2 separate regions of the Mus musculus genome follow, and region 1 is linked to region 2. The links are chromatin contacts, called in public HiChIP or PLAC-seq maps. All regions are on one chromosome and are shown on one strand. Each heading gives the region's core, a stretch centred on a gene start, on an enhancer-like site or on the middle of the called end of the contact. The rest is flanking DNA. Distances are from core to core; before and after follow the strand shown. Region 1 overlaps Gm40950 (a long non-coding RNA gene). Region 2 overlaps Auh (AU RNA binding protein/enoyl-coenzyme A hydratase).

Region 1 (6,044 bases), core at 3,331-5,830, 110 kb before region 2:
CTCAGTTGGGGTAAGGCACCTCCCAAACTACCGGGAGGATCCGGTTTCCCTAGCGTGCATATAAAAAGCCAGGTGTACCAGCACACACACCTGTATCTTCAGAGAAGGGAGACTAGTCGGGGACACAGCATACAGGAAGATCCCTCCGGCTCCAGCCTATCCTTCAAGTCTTCAAGTTCAGTGAAAGGCCTGAATCAAAAAATAAGGTGGAAATTGATTAAGGAAGACACTGGACATCGATTTTTGACCTAACACACACACAAGGTACAAGCAGGCTATCTTAGTTAGGGTTTGTTTTTGGTTTTTTGCAATGAACACCATGACCAATGCAAGTCTTAAAAAGGACATTTAATTGGGGCTGGCTTACAGGTTCATTATCATCAAGACAGGAGCATGGCGGCATCCAGGCAGGCATGGCGCAGGCAGAGCTGAGTGTTCTACATCTTCATCTGAAGGCTGTTAGGAGAATACTGGCTTACAGGCAGCTAGGATGAGGGTCTTAAAGCCCACACCCACAGTGACACACCTACCCCAACAAGGCCACACTTTCAAATAGTCTCACTCTCTGGGCAAACCATCACAACACAGGCATTCTACATTTTACTTACTGTGGAGTAGTTGCTTCCCCAGAATGAGAGAAAACTGATCCCCGCCCACCCACACACGCACCAATAATCATGTTTACAAACCTAACGAGAAGCATAGCAAGGGCCTGGGACACTTGCCCATGGAGCCCAGGGGAGCGAGGCAAGGGTAGAGACGGTGAGCGCCCCTGGACTGGGGGACTGGATTATTTAATTATTCTCCATTAGTGGGGTTTTCTTGGGTCTGAGTTTTCTCTAATGTTCTTTGATGGAGACTCCAAGCGGTTTGGTGTCCGGCCTCTCCTTAGTCACCTCCATTTTAAGTGTGACACATACTGCAGTGTTTGAGTCACTGACCCACTTTACTGGATGAAAGACCAGTTTTAAAAGTAGATTAAAAAAAAAAAAATAGGAGGGAGGACATTTATTTTTGGTTTTGGCCTTTTTTTTTTTCTCTTAACATTACTCTAAAGCTTAACAGCTATAGAATGTAACCATACAGGGACAATGTAAACCAGTTAAATGTCATTAAAGGAATTTCTGAGGCCCTACCAGTTACCACATACAATATCCAGTATATTTAATGACTTGTTAAAAGACTCAGTTGTGGCATAGCTCAAGGTATAGTTCAGTGGCAGAGCATTTGCCTAGCATGTGTGGGGCCCTAGGCTCCATCCCACCACCTCTCAGGAGGGAGAAAAGATCTGTGAATGAGAAATATTCTGAGTTTCCACATCCAGTCCAGCCCAGTGCTTCTAGCCTCTCTATCTTTTGGATATTAGAATTTAAAACACACAGGTATAGAAAGCATAATCCCAGCCAGCTGGAGAGCAGACCACACCTGGTTATTTGTCCAGAATTCTCTGCTGTCCCAAGAAGCAAGTGTCACGAGCCCCATGTGCTCCTAGGTGTGGGTGGTTGGTGTCCTGTGTCTCTCTAGTGGAGTGGGTGGGGTGGTAGACAACATTCCTGGTAGGTCACTCGTTGCCCAAGCTCTGTCTCCATACTGATCTTTCTGTGCTGGGTATGGGGGGAATATTGCACTGATGCAACCTTGCTCTTACCTGTGCCCATGTCAACCCCAGCACCTGGAGGGAAAGCAGGTGGACAGTGTGATCGCTTTGAGACTTTCAGAGTCTCCACATCCAGGAGTGCTTCTTCTAGCTATGTTTTCAGCATCTTCATATTTAACACAAAGGTGCTTTGTGTTTTAGAGTGTTCCTTAAATACCAGCACACATAAGCACACATAAGCACACATACACTGGCCTACTTTGGTCTTTTAGCTATGGTCTTCACTTTCATCCAGGTTTTTCCAGCTAGAGAAATGTATGTCTTGGTAAGGTCTTCTACCTTTCTCAAATCTTGTTACAGACTGAGTTGAGGCCTGAGACAGTTGACAGGCACCCACAAACACTGGGAAGCAGAGAAGCAGGCTCACAGACAAAACAGAGTCAAAATACTTCAACAGCCCAGAATGGACAGGATGGATCACAACATGAGCTGTTTGTACAGTAGACATAGCATGTAGGGTTTTCCTACATGGTAAGAGGTATCCGGGGCTGGGCTCATAGCATGCCAGTGGAGTACTAAACTCAAACGTACAAGGCCTTGGATCCAATCCTCAGCACCACACAATGAAAGTCACAGTAAGGGGGAAAAAAATCAAACAGTTGCATGGAGGGGAGTGGGATTCCTTGAAGCTTGTGTGAGTTAGAGCCCTGGGAAATAGGAGGTTGTATCTGTGTTGACACATGCAAACACTTGTCCCCTGTCTCTGCAAAAGCAGCCAGAGGCACAGCAGAAAGCAGTCTCCGGCCATACTACCTTGGACACACCCAATCTCATCTGATCCCAGAAGCTAAGCAGTGTTAGGCCTGGTTAGGACTTGGATGGAGAACATTCTCTAGGATCTGGAGGGATGGCTCAGAACGGTTAAGTGTTTTTGCTTAACTGTTCTTCCAGAGGACTCCAGTTTGGTTCTCAACACTCATGTTGGGCTGTTCACAACCACCTGGAACTCAAGAGACATAACATTCTTTTAGCTCAGACACCTACACACACATGGTGGGCACACACACACACATTCATAAATACCAAAACATGATGGTTCCTGACAAGGTGTGGGCAGGGAGCATCAAGAGTGACAAACGTTAACAAAAGTACTAGTCAATTATCCAGAGAGATGACGAGCTGACACTCGGGTACCAAAGGGCATCAGGAACAGACCAGGCACACAAAGGGGAAACCTTTTTGTTCCAAAGAATATTTTTCTTCACTCAGAACCATGAAGAAGAATGTTGACCTCTTACTAACACAGCATCTTCCCAAACTTGGTTGCTAGTGTTTCAGGTTGGGCTTCGGGAGTGTAGTCCTACAGGTGTGGCCTTCCATTCCCAGCTTGTCTCCCAGATTTATTGACAAGTAGAAGCAGTCATTAGGGGTGCCACCCTGATCATTTTATCTCTCTTCTTGGTGTCCCTTTGCCTTGGCATTTCAAGACCCTCCCTTATCTCAGTGTTATACCTTAAAAATCAAACGAACCCCATCAATATGTGAAGACCCAAAGAAATTGTACAGTAAGCAAGCATTAATGTTACAGGCTAACAGGAATCCCTGCAGCCCTCCCCCCCCACACACTTGCTCCCCAGAGTCCCCCAGAATGATAGAAAATGGGGTTGGGAGGGAGCTTAGTTGGTAAAGGGCTGGTATGCAAGCATGAAGACCTGAATCCCCAGAGTCCACAGGAAAACCCAGATGTAAGGTCTGGCATAGGGGTGCATGCCTTTAATCCCAGCACTTGGGATGCAGAGAGATGAATCTCTGTGAGTTCGAGGCCAGCCTGGTCTATATAGTGAGCACCATGATTACATAGAAAGACTGTCTCAGAAGAGGGGGGGGGGATGGAGGGAGAGAGAAGGAGGAAGAGGAAGAGCAGGAAGAAGAGGAAGAGGAGGAGGGGAAGTAGGGGGGAAGAAGAGGAGGAAGAGAAAGGCAGATTCAGTGGTGCAAGCCAGTAGTCTCACAGCTATTGGGAAGAGGGCACACAGGGATCTCTGGGGCTCACTGGCTGGCCGACCTGGTCTAATAGATAATTACCAGCTTCAGAGAGGAAATCCTGTCTCAAAAAATAAGGTAGATGACACCTGAAGCACACCTGACATTGGCCTCTGGCCACACTCACACATGCACACACACAAGCAAGGAGACTTACAACTATGTATAGCATGACTATCAAAAGATAGGGACTATACACCTCAGAGCACCAAGAAGCCTCAGGAATATCCAACAGGCAGCTCTTAGGTTGCTACAGATTGAAAGGAAGGCACAGCCAGACACACCCAAAGGTGCTCCCCAGTGGGTCAACCCCAACACTCAGGCATGGAGAGGGATAGCTGACAGTTCCTCCCTGGAATGCAGACAGGTCCTCCACATGGCCTCCTCACTGTGTGTGTATCCTGTCTTCATCAGTTCCTCACCGTGTGGGATTTGATTGGTTAGAGTTGCTCCTATCACATGCCCTGACCCTACGGAGGTGATCATATTGTACCTTTTACAGTCCCTGTGGATACCCGAAGCTATAGGAAGTGACCAACTCGACACAGATTGGATCTTCCCTACACTTGCAAAGTTCCCTATACAAAGTTTAATTTATAAGTTACACAGTGGCTGGGCAGTGGTGGCTCACACCTTTAATCCTAGCACTTGGGAGGCAGAGGCGGGCGGATTTCTGAGTTAGAGGCCAGCCTGGTCTACAGAGTGAGTTCCAGGAAAGCCAGGGCTACACAGAGAAACCCTGTCTCAAACAAACATACAAACAAACAAAAAAAGTAACACAGTACAGGATGATCAACAACTGATAGGGAATAGAACAATAGTCGTGTAATAACAGCTGCTATGGTTTAACTTATTTTTAATTATGCGTATGTGTATCATGTGCACACCATGAGTGCAGGAACCTTTGCAGAACTTTCAGTTCCCTCGAAGCTGGAGTTACAGGCAGTTCTGAGTTTGGAAACCAAACTCAAGACTTCTGCAAGATCAGCATGTGTTCCTCCTACCCACTAAGCCGTTTCTCCAGCACCTAAAACTTGCTTTCTATGTGAATGGTTTAAGGATACAAGCAGGGGTTAAAGATCATTCCCAGCTATTTAGTACGTTTCAGGTCATATGAGACCCCCGAACACACACACACACACAAAATGAATTTCTAGGATTTCCTATTGATGACCAATACCACAAGCAACGGAGTCTGTGCAGAAAGAATGACCACTATGCCAGTCTCTTGTAGAAGCTTTCCCAGAAGCGAACAGTACAGTGTCCAGGATCCAAGCCCTGTGCCTGGATGAGGAGAGAGGGTAGGAGCCTACATGGGGCACTTCAGAGGGTGGACTGACTGGTTTTGTGTGTCAACTTGACACAGGCTGGAGTTACCATAGAGAAAGGAGTTTCAGTTGGGGAAATGCCTCCATGAGATCCAGCTGCAAGGCATTTTCTCAATTAGTGATCAAGGGGGAAGGGCCCCTTGTGGGTGGTGCCATCCCTGGGCTGGTAGTCCTGGGTTCTATAAGAGAGCAGGCTGAGCAAGCCAGGGGAGACAAGCCAGTAAGTAACATCCCTCCATGGCCTCTGCATCAGCTCCTGCTTCCTGACCTGCTTGAGTTCCAGTCCTGACTTCCTTTGGTGATGAACAGCAATGTGGAAGTGTAAGCTGAATAAACCCTATCCTCCCCAATTTGCTTCTTGGTCATGATGTTTGTGCAGGAATAGAAACCCTGACTAAGACAGAAGGGCAAAGGGGATCTACAAAGGAAGGCTTTTTCATGAGAAGTAGAAAGAGAGCCCTTAAAGCTAAGTACTGTGATACATACCTATAATCCCAGCACTTGGGAGGCAGAGGCAGGAGGATTGCAAATTCAAGGCCAGCAGGGACTTCATAACAGGAGCCCATCAGAATGAAGAAGAGCAGCAGGAAGCTGGGGTTGAAATGACTGGTTATCTATTGTATGATAGTTGAATAATGCATTTGTCTATTAGCTGCAAAGAAGGAACTATTTCAAAAAAATAAAACCAGCTCAACTTGTGTGTGAATTCTGGTGGCTGCCTACACACATGGCCCTCTGAACAATTGAGCCCTCATCCACTGAGACCTTTCTGCCACACAGGCATTTTGCTGGTTTAAAAGAAAAAAAGTTTAATGTCTTGTTAGAAGTTAGGAATGTGGCTTATGTGATAGAGAGCTTGCCTGGAATGCACAGAGCCCTGGGTTCCATCTCCAGTACTGCATAAACCCTGCCTGAATGGGTGTTCACACCTGTAATCTCATCCATCACACAGGAGGCCGAGGCAGGAGAATCAGAACTTCAAGGCCGTTCTTGGGACACATTGTGGGTTTGAGGTCAGACTGAGTTAGACACTCTTGTCTCACCCCCTCCCCCAACACACACACCGTTAGATTTTT
Region 2 (6,769 bases), core at 2,978-5,477:
GGGGGTCAGGTTACTGCTGCTGCCCCCAGGGCACAGGGAAGGAGAGGGGAGGAGCTTCAGGCATCTTGGTGACCCTCACAGGCTGACCTCATGTGAGGAAGTTGCCCATCAGCTCTGGAGTGACTTCTCTCTAGCTGGTCCTTTATGGCCTCACAGCAGCCCTGAGGTATGCAAGGTCCCTAGTGCAGAGAGCTAGTGCTAGGGTACCTGGCACCTGGATGCTGGGATCACGAAAGTCACGTCAGTCTGATAGGGGCTTAGAGGTAGCTCACTGTCCATCTGCTGTCCTAAGATGGTGACTATCACCAAAAGGGCATAGCGGCATGCGCTGGGAACCCTGATTAATTCAGAAGGTATGGGTGAAGCGATCTTTGAGCCCAGGAGTTTGAGAATAGCATAGGCAGCACTACGTTGTCTCCCATTACAACAGGAGGAACAGATGTAGTGGAGGACAGCCTGATCCACCACTGTCTTGGTCAGGGTTACTATTGCTGTGATGAAACACCACACCCAAAGAAACCTGTGGAGAAAAGCGTCTATTCAGCTTTCATTTCCACATCTCTGTTGATCACTGCTCGTCATCAAAGGAAGTCAGGACAGGAACCCAAGCAGGGCAGGAACCTGAAGGCAGGAACTGTCGCAGAGGCCATGGAGAGGTGCTGCTTACTGGCTTGCTCCCATGATTTGCCTCAGCTTGCTTTCTTATAGAATGCAGGGCCACCAGCCCAGGGATGGCACCACTCACAATGGGCTGGGCCCTCCCCCGTCAATCACTAATTAAGAAAATGCCTTATGCTGGATCTTATGGAGACATTTTCTCAGTTGAGGTTCCCGCCTTTCAGAGACTCTAGCTTGTGTCACGCTGCCATAGAACTAGCCAGAGCCGCTGCACACTGGAAGCCTGGGAAAGTCTATTTAATAAGCCCCAAACATGGCGGCTGTTTCTTCGGAGAGAAGAAAACAGCGGCTTCTCAGATTCCTGCTGTTCTCCATTAGACACTTCAGGCTGGAAAAGGTGGAACTTTAGGGAAGGTGCACACATTACCAGGTTGTTTTCTAGCTCTAGTGGTGGTCAGCGCCACAGTCAGACACTACCAAATAGGGGGTGGGTGGTAGCCGGGGAGGTGGCTCAGTCTGTACAGTGAGTGCCGTGTAAGTCTGAGCACCCAAGTTCAGATTCCCGGAACCCATCTTAAAAAGCAGGGTGTGGTGGTGTGTATTTGTGATCCCAGCCCTGGGGACACAGAGGCAGGGAGATTCCTTGGACCTCTCTGAGTATCTGGGAAACATCTGTGTGCAGAAGTGACCAACAAGTTCTAGCCTCTCAGGTGAGCAGAAGGTCAGAACCCGGACTGTGAAGTGCACAGTGGGCCCGCTGAGTGATGTAACTAACGGGTCCCTTGGCAGACCGGTCCAATGTGACTACACAGTTAAAACAAAACGTCAGAGAAATCGGGAGAACCTGCAGCCCAGCCCTCCAGTGGCATCAAGGACTAAGGTGGGTGGGTGGGGCTTGTGAGCTGGGGAGCCACAGTCTGGATGCATCCATCTGTAGACTCTCCCCCAGAAGGCAAACCCAGGGCAGTTTTCCGATTTTCTGCATTTGATCTAGAATGTGGACTGCAACCCCTTTGGGAGTTGAACAACCATAGGGTCACAGGGTCACCTAAGACTGTCTACGTATCATATATTTATGTTATGATTCATAACCATAGCAAAATTGCAGTTGTGAAGTAGCAATGAAAATAATTTTATGGTTGGGGGTCACCACAAGAGGAACTGTATTAAAGGGTTGTAGCATTAGGAAGGTTGAGAACCACTGGCTTAAAGACTTCTCCTCCCTCCTTAATTCCTGAAGGACAGGGATGATAAAGACTATAAATTTTAAGGAACCCTTACATTTTCAAAAAAACTCCTACGGCTGTGTGCAGGCAGCCGACAGAATCAGCCCAGCTGATAGGATGATTCCGTAGACTCCCTTAGGACTGCTTCCCATGTCCCGGCCACGCTGTGCCTCCTGCCGAGCCCTGTCTGGGTCAGTGTTCAGAAACAGTGTGCCCTTTGCCTCATTTTCTTCTGTACCATTTACCTGCTGTTCCTATCCCGTAGGCAAGCCAGCTTTGTCACCACGAGGGCCACGAGCAGAAGGGTCACCACACTGATAAGGATGTGCTTGTGTGAACCCCATCCAGGCACGAGGCCCCTGCCAGCTGTTTCAGTGACCACTTGCTGACCTGCACCAGGCTCCTCTTCCTAGCCCTGTCTGCTGTTCACAGCGTGGCTCAACTCTTGTGCTCACGTTTCTAATTACTATAGGCGTTTTAGAATGTAAACCTTTTATAGTAAGGCTTGGGTCAGAGACAGCCCGTTGGGAAAAAGCCCTTGTCTGCTCATTGTCCCCATGCAAAGAGTAAACTTCAGCCTCTGTGTCTCCAGGGTCAGAAATAACAAGTGTGGATCAAAGATCCAAGTGTAGAAACCCGAAGTGAAAAACTCACAACAAGGGTCAGGGGAACGCAAGCTTTCTGCTCCCGAGGCAACAAGTAAGATTTCGGAATTATCAGGCGCCAGAAGCGTCATGCATTTGAGAAGAACATAGAGATGTGTGGCCTTCTGCGTCCCAGAGTTGGGGCCACAAACATCAGAGACTACGTTCTGAGCTCCTGTGGATTGTCTGTCTCCTTGTCATTCTTCCACGTACCTTACAGTACGGCACCTCCTGCATAGTGTCGCATTTGTCTAATCACCCCCAACAGCTTGTGCACGTGCAGGAGAATTGGCATCCATCCGATATACTGTATTGTTTACATGAGGGACATTAGAATTTACCTGCAGCTAAACCAGGGGTCCTGGAACCGTTCCCCTGACCCGCAGGGCAGCAGCCAGATCCATCTAAGTGGAAAAACCTCTGCTGTCAGAAGATACTGTTAGGGTGGAGTTGGGTCAAGGGTGGGGTGGATGTGTACACTACAGGGGCCTGACTGATGGCGGACCTTGTGCCTGCAATATGCAAAGGACCCTTGAAACTCACTAGGAGGGAAATACAACTGGTTGAAGAAAGAGCCAGGAGATTGGAGCACATCTCCCTAAGTGGAGGGCGGCAGATAAGGGCATGAGGAGGTACTGAGTCTCTGCAGTCACGGGCGTATAGACTCGCATGCAGATGCCATGGTCAGAGCGATGGCTGGGCAGACTTAGGTGCTGCCATCTGCAGTCAGGGCTGGGCACTGCTGTTGGCGTGGGGCATCTGGAACTTTGATGCACTGCCTGTGAAATGGTAGACACAATTTAGGGAACACTTCAGAGTTTTGTCCCTCCACCTGAGCAGTGTGGCAGAATCTGGTCTGTGACAGTGGTCTGTGTGAGTCTCCCGCACAATTATTTTCACAGCTGCAGGAACATCACCCTTGCTTTCTCCTCCATTGCAGCATCCGTGTACCCCACCCTGTGTAGGTACACATGGACTTTGTTTTCCTTTCTTTGCAGTTCAAATAATGTCACGGGAGAAAGCTTTGCGTACTGTGTCACAGTGTGTCACATAGCACGTCCCCAAGACTGGACTAGCCTGAACTCTGAAGGGTAGGAGTTCCAAGGGGTTGTGGAGATCCTGCTAGCCTCCTTCCCCGACCTTAGGTAGATGCTGGTCTGCCACATGACTAGGCCGTTCGGCGTCTATGTACCTCTCACCTCTCTTCCCTAGCCAGATTGGCATTTTAACGTCTGTTTGAGGCTTTGCCCTCTTTCCATTTTAACCTGCTAGTTTCTGTTTCAGGATTTCTGACTGTGAGGAATCGGTTCCTTGTCTGAATGTTTCCATTGGCAATGCTTTTCTCTTGTTTGCTGGTTTCCCCCTTTGTCTTCTTAAGCTTTACACAGTTTGGTTTTGATAGCGCACAAGCATGCGTTACTGGTTCCAGTTATTATGAGCAAGTGCCATTGTCTGGGCCCACTCACGTGTCTGGTCAGCCAGACTGTGTAGGACAGCTGGGTGGGGAGGCCCGGTTCCTGTGCCCGGCATCCTCCCGCAGGCTGGTGCTGACACAGGGCCAGAAAGAAGAACACCTGCGGGTAGAGCCCAACCCTGGCTGGGTCTGCACACGAGTGCTTTCACACATGGCGGGAGCATCATTGCTGTGGCTGTAAGCAGGAGCAAGAGCAGCCTGGTCAGGGAGGGTAGTGACAGTCTCCACAGCCTGAGGTGGGTGCAGTGTGGAGGGAGGAGCTGCCAGGATCCAGGCTTTGCCCCTCTCAGCTCATGCACACCTCTCACGTGACCACTGAGCACGTGACTGGGCCTGTGATCTGTGTCACCATAATCACCCACAGGAGATTAGTGACTGAGGAGCGGGTTCCTGTTTTCAGGTGGCATGTATTCACTCTACGTGATTAGGGTTCTGTTGATATTCTGTGTATGTGCCTGTGTGTGTGTGTGTGTTGTGTGTGTGGTATAAGTGTGTGTATGTTGTGTGTGTATTATGTGTGGTATATGTGTATATGTGGTGTGTGTGCAGTGTATGTGTATGTGTGGTGTGTGTGGGTATATGTGTGGGGTGTATGTGTGGTGTGTGGTATATGTATATGTGGTGTATATGTGTGTGGTATAAGTATGTGTATATGTGCGTATGTATGTATGTGGTATATAAGTATGTATGTGTGGTATATATGTGTATGAGTGTGTATGTGTGTGCATGTGTGTGGTATGTGTCTGGTGTGTATGTGGTGTATTTCAGTGTGTGGTATATGTGTATGTGTGTGTATATATTGTATATGTGTATGCATGGTATGTGTGTGTATGAGTGTGTGTGTGTGTGGTGTGGTATATGTGTATGTGTGGGATGTGTGTGTATGGTGTACTTTGGTTGTTTCCCTCTTTTGTCCCCCTTTCTTTCCTGGTAGTCCACTTCCTCTTGTAGGGTAGTCCCTTCTGCATGTCCCCCCTTCCACATGAGAGGAGCACGTGAGCAGGCCAGCATGCAGTGTTTGTCTTTCTGAGTCGAGCTTATTTCCCTTAGGGTGACATCTCTAGCTCCATCCACCTTGTGGCAGATGCCATGATTTCGCTCCTCTTTATGGCCAAATAGCACCCCAGTGTATGCCTATCACAGGCCCTCTTTATCTGTTTCTCTGCTGATGGCACCAGTGCTGAGGCCATGGCGTGGCTGTTGTGACTGTTGCTACAGGAAGCACATCTGTGAAGGCATCTCTCTCATCTGCTCCTGTATTCCTGTGGGCGCCATAATGAGTGGAGTGCCTGGGTCACAGGGGAGATGCACAGTCCCCTTGGTGTGCTCCTGGGTAAGCACAGCCCCCAACCCCCAGCGGTGTAGAACTCAGAGGATGGGCTGGCACTGTGGCAGGGATGGTACTGCCCTGTCTTCCGGCCTGCCACCCATACACTCAGCAGCCTAGCTAAGGGGCTGGTCGTGAGATGTGGGCAGAATGGAAACGCGCCAGCCTTAGGCTAACCTCCAGGTGTGCTCCAAAGGAGTTCAAAATATCAAAGCGCAAAAGCATGAGCCCAAACTGCAGCCTTGCCAACCCATGAACTACCTCTGAGTTTCCCACGATGCTGCGCTCATCTGGGGAGCCGAGCTTCGGAAAGGGAACTGTGGATGGGGAGGGTGGGGGCTTCCCTTTTGGCGGTGCGGCCTGGGGTAGGCACAGGGAGCTGGCACTCGTGTTAGGCATGGGTTTTCCCATGTGGTGGTTTAGGTGAGGATTAAGGTGCTCGGTGGTCCATTTTGTTCCTGTGTTTGATTAAACTGTAGAATGTTGTTTGCCTTGCTTTTCTGTTTTTCTTGAGATATGACTCAGAGTTTTGAAAACCTGACCAGTAGTTGGATATGGTTTACAAAAATAATGTTTCCAGTAAGTTCGAGTTGCCTCATCTTGCCAGACTATGCCCCAGAGAATGCTCACCCAGCTTTCTTAATGCAAAGCAGTTGCGGACTGCCTCTGTAGGAAGACTTTCCTGTGCAGGCATCCACAGAGAGCCTAGTGGTTTCCCTGGTGACCAGTAGCCCTGACTGGTCGGTCCATCCCGGTGACCCCTGGAGCTTGGTGCTTGTGGACATTTGCTCGTTTTGCTCTCTGTTTTTCGGCCGGCAACTCCACGTGGACTGTTCCCAAGCACATGACCTCAGAGAGTTCACAGTGACAGTGTGACAATGGCCAGGCCTTAAAGCAATGCATAGTAGGGAGGGTATGTTTCCATGCAGTGTGTGAGGAGCAGGCTGCCCCCCAAGAGGCGCAGATGACGCCCCTCTCCCCTCCAGCAGCGCTTGCTGGCTGATCTGAGCTCAGCTCTTCACTCAAAGCTTTCTGCCACTGTCCGTGACATTCCAGGGCTGCCGCAGTCAGTTTCAGACTTTCCCTTCGTTATGCTCGCTGAGCCTCTGTCCATCCAAGGAGAACTAGATGGGGAGTTGTGAGGCCCTGGCCCCTGATGGTGAGGTAAAGCAAGAGACCCCGATCTCCCACCATCCACTCGTGAACACGCATACGCGTGTGTGCACACACGGTTTGGTCACTGCAGTTCTTCGAGCCTAGGTTTTCAGTGTGACACGTGAGCACAGTGACAGCTCGGCCTTCTGGGATTGTCACGGACGTAGCTGTGTGGTGTGTAGGCAGCTCTCATCAGATGCTAGTTTGTGTTCTTGATAATTCTGCTATTCCAGAATCCTGCGGTTTTCGCTGTATGACCTACTTTTGTTAGGAAAAATTAAACTCTTCATGTCTTCATCTCTGAGTCATTGTTTGGTGGTATTTT

What was found. HiChIP or PLAC-seq counts read pairs in DNA pulled down with a chosen protein or histone mark.
Region 1: an H3K27ac HiChIP or PLAC-seq map of microglia shows a contact between it and region 2, with 2.9 times the contacts expected there. The contact joins two enhancer-like sites. A contact is called at or near these places in 1 of 39 promoter capture datasets (hippocampal neurons), 9 of 484 Hi-C or Micro-C datasets (CD8 central memory T cells, the HPC-7 cell line, Th1 cells and 6 more), 18 of 115 datasets of contacts at active chromatin or transcription factors (the HPC-7 cell line, bone marrow-derived macrophages, differentiating embryonic stem cells and 12 more) and 2 of 9 other capture datasets (adipose tissue and liver).

Annotation. Positions count from the first base shown.
Region 1 is chr13:52,961,082-52,967,125 of GRCm38.p6, reverse strand. Gm40950 (a long non-coding RNA gene) reads right to left here. Exons shown (of 3, transcript XR_873402.3): 3 at 1-189. Among named protein-coding and RNA genes, the nearest start is that of Gm40950, 9.7 kb to the right of the region's middle. Within about 2 kb of position 4,580, at least 9 of the 459 cell types and tissues checked have an H3K27ac peak or open chromatin away from gene starts, as enhancers often do. A contact at or near this core is called in microglia, where this site is marked.
Region 2 is chr13:52,846,954-52,853,722 of GRCm38.p6, reverse strand. The region is part of intron 6 of Auh (AU RNA binding protein/enoyl-coenzyme A hydratase); the gene reads left to right. Among named protein-coding and RNA genes, the nearest start is that of Gm33315, 21 kb to the right of the region's middle. Within about 2 kb of position 4,227, at least 61 of the 459 cell types and tissues checked have an H3K27ac peak or open chromatin away from gene starts, as enhancers often do. A contact at or near this core is called in microglia, where this site is marked.